Linked DNA regions of Anser cygnoides: region 1 is linked to region 2. Evidence: chromatin contacts called from public Hi-C data. All regions are on one chromosome and are shown on one strand. Each heading gives the region's core, a stretch centred on a gene start, on an enhancer-like site or on the middle of the called end of the contact. The rest is flanking DNA. Distances are from core to core; before and after follow the strand shown.

Region 1 (3,594 bases), core at 577-3,076, 100 kb after region 2:
AATTTGAGAATTGTCTTCCAGCACACTCCCTGTTTTAAGACTTGGTCAAATACTCAAGTAGAAATTGAAATAGAGGGATAGTTACGTACTTGGAAAGAGGATAGCGAGATGAGAGCAGAAGGTAAGAAAAGTGGGATGGAGGGGAGGAGCTGATCGGTCAGAGGAGAGCAGAGCAGAACCCCAGTAACGTGACCTCTGTCCAGCTACAGGGAGCCCTTCAGATGAAAAACGATCTGTTGGGCATTCACAGAGCTTTGGGAGAGGAACAAGCCAGAAAAAGACATCTGCTTTGTGTGTAAAAAGTGCAGACTTACCTAGGAGAAGCTGCTCTAATTTTCACTGAAATTTATTTTTTTCCTCTCTTGCTACTTACCCTAGTGGCAGGGTAGAGCTGCAGCCAGAAGAATCTGCAATCAGTGTTGCTGTGAGTGGGAGAGGTGATAGCAAACAGAACATGTTACGTTGCACACTGCACTTAGCAGTTTGAACTGTATCCCACAGCTATGCTCAGATATTCTTTCAGTTTAGAGCAATAGTCAAGTGCCTTTACACAGCTGCAAATACGCATTGCATCCTGGCAGTGTAAGGCGCTTCAGAAGCTTGAGGCTTCTGTGCAGAGAGATAAGGATTTGACACAGTGTCTTGCTCTGTAGTAAGCACACATGCTGCACTGCCAGAAATCCCATTAGCCCTTTGAAGATAGAGGTATTTCCAATATTATTTAAATAGCATCAACTTGATATTCCTATCTTTTTTGCTAGAATCTTCTTGGGGCCTTTAGTCTTGTTATCTGGCTTTTTGTTGTACTATGAGTAGCTGATGTGGTGGCTGAGATGTAACTGTAAGGATGTTTTAAGGCAGAAAGGAAAAATAAAATGAACAGACAGCAAAATGCACTTAAAATTTTCAGGTTAGTTTTTCTCCGTAGCTTGTAGGTTCCATTTAAAGCCATAAAAGAGAGGAATTAAGTTGAAATTGTCTGCCTCTCTCTGAGACAGTACTGCGTACCCTCACACCGACCTATGTTCAAAAGTAGAAATTGAACAAGAATCACAAATGCCACAGTCCTTAAAAACAGGCAGCAGAATGGAAGACACAGACAACTGGGCCTTTGTGTTACCTGTGAAATGTGCTGGCTCTGTACCTTACAGCCCCTGCTCTGTGGACTGCGTCCCACAGAACTGCAAGCATCTCCCTCCGGGTCTTAGGTTTTTTGATGTGGCAACGAAGCTGTTACTCAACGTGGTACATCAGTCTTTTACCAAAATGTGCTAAAAGAACTTTTGTTTGCTTTAAAGATAAACTTAGTTATACAATACACTTAATCACTGATTAACCTCTGTTTGTTTTCTACTCATAGTACCTGGAAAGGGACTGAGCCTTGTTCTGTTTCTGTATTTTTGCTTGTGACTTTGCCTTTGAAACATTAAGAATGTTTTACTCTGCAGTGTTGGAATGGCTCCTTACTTTGGAAAGGACATCCATGAAGAAAACAGACCCTGCTCTGCCCCCACCCCAACCCCCCCCCCCCCCCCCCCCCCAAAAAAAAAAATCCAAGTGCTGGCTTGCTATATTGTAGATAAGTCATAGCTGTAAAGCAGCGTAATATGCAGTAATGTAGCAGTAATAATGTAAAAGAAAAAATGTTTAATTTCTTCTTATGAGCTAGCTACTTTCACGTACAGAACAGTGAAAGCCAGCTACAGCCAAGTTCATAGCTGTATAAACTGTGTGTGCTTTTTGAACTACTTCAGCACCTGAAAACTCTTCGAATGTTTATGCTAATTACCTCTTGGGATGGGTTGTGAGTAATACGAAATAAATTTTGGAACTCCTAGCCTTAGAGGGAGCCTTTCGGCACTCCTGCAAAACAAGTTTGGCTGTGACAGCTTTAGTGGTTTCCCTTGACTCACAAGGATTTTTCACATGTGTACAAAACGTATTTTCTGAACACCTGCTAAGAAAAACTGTAACTGCCACTGTAAAATGAAGGACAAACCAAATCAGATTAAAAAGCAGTACTGGATCTTTTTCTCGTTCAAACCTGTCCGACTTGATTTCACTTAAAAAAAGAAATTACAGCTGTCATTACAATTTTTATTTTCTTGCTCTGTCTAAATAGAGAAATAGATTGTTCATGAAATTCAGGGTAATAAGGAAACTTTGTGGAAATCTTTCAGAAAAACCCGCAGATTATGTATCTGGAACAGGAGCTGGAAAGTTTGAAAGCAGTGCTGGAGATCAAGAATGAGAAACTCCATCAGCAGGATATAAAGCTAATGAAGATGGAAAAACTGGTGAGTTTCCCTTGGGGTCTGCCAGTTTTGGACCGTGCCTCTGAGTTACATTCTGGTAATGATTTCAGGCTGGTCAGGCTTGCACGCAAAGATCAATTTTTGTGTTTGTTTAAAAGGAAACATGCGATAATAATGTGAGACACACTGCAGGTACAATTCCATCTGTATCGGGCTGTAAAGAGGGGGAAGGAATTACCAGATGCTCCAAGTAGCCCTTCCACCTCTTAAGACAACTACTGGGTTGTATAAACTCTAATTTGTGGCAGGACAGGGTCCTTATCCTGGGCGGAGCCTTTGAACACTATTGTAATATTTACTTAGGCAAGATGTTAATGAGGAAGTATAGAAAGAGGTTTGGGTACCAGGGAATATGTTCATGCCAGTTTTTCAGTGGTGCACAGCATTGTGTGCTGCCTAGTACCACTGGTCTCCAATTACCAGAAAATTACTTGTAAACCTTCATCTCTTCTGACAGAAGTTTGCCACAGCAGAGAAGCCCTTGGAACATAAACCAGCTATTAAATGGTTCTTTTCCTTAACTTTTGGTAACATCCTGCAGCAATGAAGTGAAATCAGAAATAACAGGGAGAGTTGTTTATGTAGAGGAGCTCTTTGATTCGTCACTCTAGCACGTTATTTCTAGACAGCCTTCAGTCTGCAACAGCTTATAAAACTGCTGCCTCTAACTCATGGAAGTTACTAGAATCTGCTCGTCGAGCAGCATATACCTTAGCCAGTTCCTCTTTATTGGCATCTAATCAGCACAAGTGGCAAAATGCCAGCGTTACGCAAGAGTAAGGTAAGTAGGCCTACCTGGCTCCTACAGAATACTCAGTGGCGATAGCCGGTCAGTGTCGCATTGCTCTGCGGTCACTCTGTCTGCTTTTGGGCTTCTCGCAACAAAGTCTGCAACCTTCAGACTAGGAATGTCTGCTGTGTGATAGTTAAATTGGTAACTTGAATATATGCGTACGGGTTTTAGTTTAAACTGTGACCTTTTGTTCTAAGGTGGAAAACAACACCATCCTAATGGATAAATTAAAGAAGGTTCAGCAAGAAAATGAAGAATTAAAAGCTCGGATGGACAAACACATGGAGCTTTCAAGGTGAAAAAGATCTCAGGAGTTTTAGATGTTCTTATTAACCTGGGGAAGGCGTTCCTATGAAAAGAAAGAGAAATCTGTACAAATATTAGTGACCATTTTTTTGTAGTTGTCTGTAGAAGAACACACTCCTCCCCTCCCCGCTTCTATCTTTACAGATGAGCTTTCTTATGTAGAAAACCAAGCAGAAACAG
Region 2 (3,585 bases), core at 362-2,861:
TTATTCTTATGTGGGGTACGCTCTAGGTAAGCGGTCTTCTAAATACAGTAAGCCTGGGGTGGTTTTTTGTTTCCTTTTGTTCCCCCCCCTCCCTTAATGGGTTATTTTCAGTGCCAAGTAAGTGGGAAGCCTTTGTTTTCCGGTGTTGCAGCCCTTCACGTATTCTCAGTGGTTCAGCTGTCTTACTCAAGACAATGTGGAAGCTGTGGTGGGCTCTGGGATCACTCTTCTTGTCCTCTAATCTGTAATGGGATGCGTATCATTGATAAAAGAAGGCTGGTGCTGTAGAGGTCATTCCATAGTACCCACAGAAGTTATATTTAGAGCTTGTTTATATCGCATTTATGTCAGAGTGAAGCTACTATTAGGAACCGCCTGCTTATTTATAAACAGCACGGCGAACGCCAGCTTCCTGCAGAGGGGCAGCCTACAACTTGGGTCCTGCGAAAAAAGTTGCAGGGAATAAGGCTTCTAAGAAAAAATATGTATATAAGTTGCAATATGCTCTTGACAGCTGTTTCATTTTGCCAGCCAGTAGCCTTGTGTAAAACTAGTTTTATGCTTCTCAAATGAAAGACACCGTAGAACAGCAGGTTTCTCTCTCCAGGACTAATGGTCTCCAGACCACGGTCTCCAGATAGCAGAAGGGGGTTTGCAAAGCACTTCCAAAAGAAGCCTGCTGGCTTCTTCCCTGCTTGTCTTTTGCTGATCTTTCCACCTAACCCTAAAAATCATTTAAAGAAAAGCAATATTTGTGTTTATCCCAATTCTTATCTAGCTGTGCATTTCAGAGAAATTTTAAAGGTCAAAACCTCTTTTTTTTTTTTTTTTTTTTTTTGCTTCAGAATAACACTGAATAACTGGGTAATCATACAACTTATTACAGAGGGTAAATAACAACACTGTCCTTGTTTATTCAGGTGTTAGCTGTTTGGTAGTTGTTTCTTAAACTTAGATATGAGTTCAGTGTTGTGGTGGGTTGTCTTGCATTTTTTTTGTTTTGTTTTTATTATTTTATCTTATTTTTGGAAGCGGGTGTTTGAGTCCTTGCACTCTTTTATTTTTTTCATTATGGGGAGATTTAAAATATCTGCCTCATTTGACATCTGGCCGTGCAGAGCGCTGGTTACTTCTGTCTGCTATCTGGTTTTTGGTGTAGGATAAGCAAAAGAAAAGATGCCTGTGGAATTCTTCAAAACTTCTCGACTTTCCTAATGCCAAACAGTAGGTTTTTTAAATGCAGGAGAATAACAGAGAGAGCCAGAGGGGAAAATGTCACATAATGTGTATCTACACTTCAAAGGAAAAGAAGTCTGAAGTCTGTCAGTGAAGCTGTTACAAATACTCCAATAACTTTTCCATACTCTTCAGCTCTTCCAGAAATCATTTTCAGAGAGTGGCAAAATGGCCTTTGCACTCGGGATGCTGGCTGGAGAATGAATTTAATCTCTCTGGAATAATGGCTGCCTGTTTTTTAAACAAACTAGTAACTGTGAGGTTAATGTTTAAATATTTAAACGGATTTGGCATGTTGCCATTTAAGTAGAACAGCGTGTGCTTAACCCTGAGACTCAAACCGTTCCCAGCGTGGCCAAAAAAAATATGAATTGCTCAATAGTGCAGTGATCTGGTAACTTCAAAGACTATAATTTAAGGCTAATCCTGGACAAGGGTATCCTAAAAGGGGACAATTGACTCGATTTTTCCTATTGAGTTGAGGGGAAGGGAATTTTTGCAGATGGTATCGGAACTTTTTACCTAACTCTTTAGGTTAAATAAAAGCAATGGACCGTAAATCTAAATCCAGGATAAATAAGCTAGTGTGGACTCTAGCAAGAATAATCCTGAAAGATACCAATCTGTACGTAGTAATGTAAAACTCTTTGAAAACTGGGTGATGTGTTAAAGAGAACGAAATATAAAATTACCTTGTTTGGACTGGAATGCTAGGGCGAAGCAAGGGTTTGATAAGCATAGAGCTCAAACTTAATTTGGGAATCTCGGTACTTAAGGCTTGAAATGGAAAAAGCTGAAGGGACAAGCCGAAAGTAGTTGCACTGAAGTTCTTCACGTTTCTAATGCTCTTTACCTTAGCCCAGAGGACTGCGTTGCCTATCCCTGGAAGAGAAGCGGGGGCTTTGACCCCGGGACTGCATCTCTAATCTGCTTTGATTCTGACCTCAGGTTTACTGAGAACTCTGCTAAAAGCATCCCCCTCCCGGGAGCTTTTCCTGGCTGTTGTGCCAAATGATGCAAACCCCAGTTTTCTGCCAAGCATCCCGAGTATTTTCTATTAGCGGCCTGGTCGCAGCCACGCTGTGTTGGTGATGGGATGCTCTCTGTACTTGAGGGAATGATGCAGCGTACAAGGCATGCTGAGATAAGGCTGGCGGGGCAGAGACAGCTCTCTGTCCTCATCTTGCTTTGCTTTACAGTTCTCACGTGCAGGTTAAACAAGTACGTGAATTTTTCAACATGCAGAGATGCGAAACCTGACACTTTAAGAACTCTAAAATCATCATAAATCCCTTATCTTCAGGCTTATAAAACAAATATGTAAGGTTCCTAGACAGCTAGTATTTTGTTCTACCCTGATTAAGTTGTGAGGTATTTGTGTTTCGAGTACAGAAATGAAGTACTCTGGGCCACCATTACAGGTAAGTGCTTGACCTCATGTTTGCATATCCTAAAGAAAAGAAAAGTACTGCAAATGGCGAGCACAGAAGTAACACATCATGTTGTTATATTGTGACTTACGTGGCCTAAAGGGGTGGTGTCTAGGTAAGTGGATGTGAAATATGCGCAGTGCCAAAAAGCGTCCTCATGTGAGCAACATGAAGACATGAACTCTAAAACTAGTGTAAAGTACCTTTTTGGGGGGTCCATGTCAATAGTTAGAGGCAATTTTATGATGACTGAATGTATTTGAGAATTTCATTATAAATGAAATAAAAATCTACATAAATAGCTGTTTCACTTGCTATTCCATGAGGGGAAGACAGATGTGCTTCTGATTGACCAGCTTCTTCCTACACGTCATTTGATGGTGGTTCAGAGGAGAAGGCCCAATCAGGCTAGAGAAAGAAGTCAGAGTTTACTTTTGAATGCTTTACAAGTACATAATAAAGTGATAATCTGTGTTTTGGCCAAGAAATAAGATACTGAATACCTCAGCTAGAAAACTTGGGGGAACATGGTGGTCGGTGAAGACTCTTCCGCCTGGTGTTTGAACTATAGCTAAGTAGAGTGAAAGCGCGTTAATCCTCATGAGGGACGTTCTCATTAGTGAAGGGAGGCTGATAAAGGAGAAACATCTGCACACAGCTCAAGGCTAAGAAGGTACATACCTCAAAGAGCAGCTCCATCGGAATGCCCTATCTTTTCAAGGAGACCCTTAGTGTCATGACCAAGTGGTAATGACATCTTTGAGCAGTGACCCAGTAGGGTCAGGTAGTGGTTAGGTGATGGCCAGCTCGCTACAGTGAGGGAGGAACGGCCTGGACATGCAAGCTTCAACTGGCTATTTTGGGGTTGGTGGTAGCACATGGTTGTTGCAGGGTTACACTTATCCTAGTATCCTGCTCT

What was found. Hi-C and Micro-C count contacts between places; a contact is called where the count stands out from the background.
Region 1: a contact with region 2 is called in a Hi-C map of liver, with 3 times the contacts expected there. The contact joins two enhancer-like sites. A contact is called at or near these places in 2 of 7 Hi-C or Micro-C datasets (both in liver).

The regions. Positions count from the first base shown.
Region 1 is chr4:61,930,000-61,933,593 of Taihu_goose_T2T_genome, forward strand. MTUS1 (microtubule associated scaffold protein 1) reads left to right here. Exons shown (of 16, transcript XM_066996779.1): 14 at 2,181-2,297; 15 at 3,306-3,403. Among named protein-coding and RNA genes, the nearest start is that of PDGFRL, 30 kb to the right of the region's middle. Within about 2 kb of position 1,827, at least 2 of the 3 cell types and tissues checked have open chromatin away from gene starts, as enhancers often do. A contact at or near this core is called in liver, where this site is marked.
Region 2 is chr4:61,827,925-61,831,509 of Taihu_goose_T2T_genome, forward strand. All of the region lies in intron 1 of MTUS1 (microtubule associated scaffold protein 1), which reads left to right. Among named protein-coding and RNA genes, the nearest start is that of MTUS1, 8.3 kb to the left of the region's middle. Within about 2 kb of position 1,612, at least 3 of the 3 cell types and tissues checked have open chromatin away from gene starts, as enhancers often do. A contact at or near this core is called in liver, where this site is marked.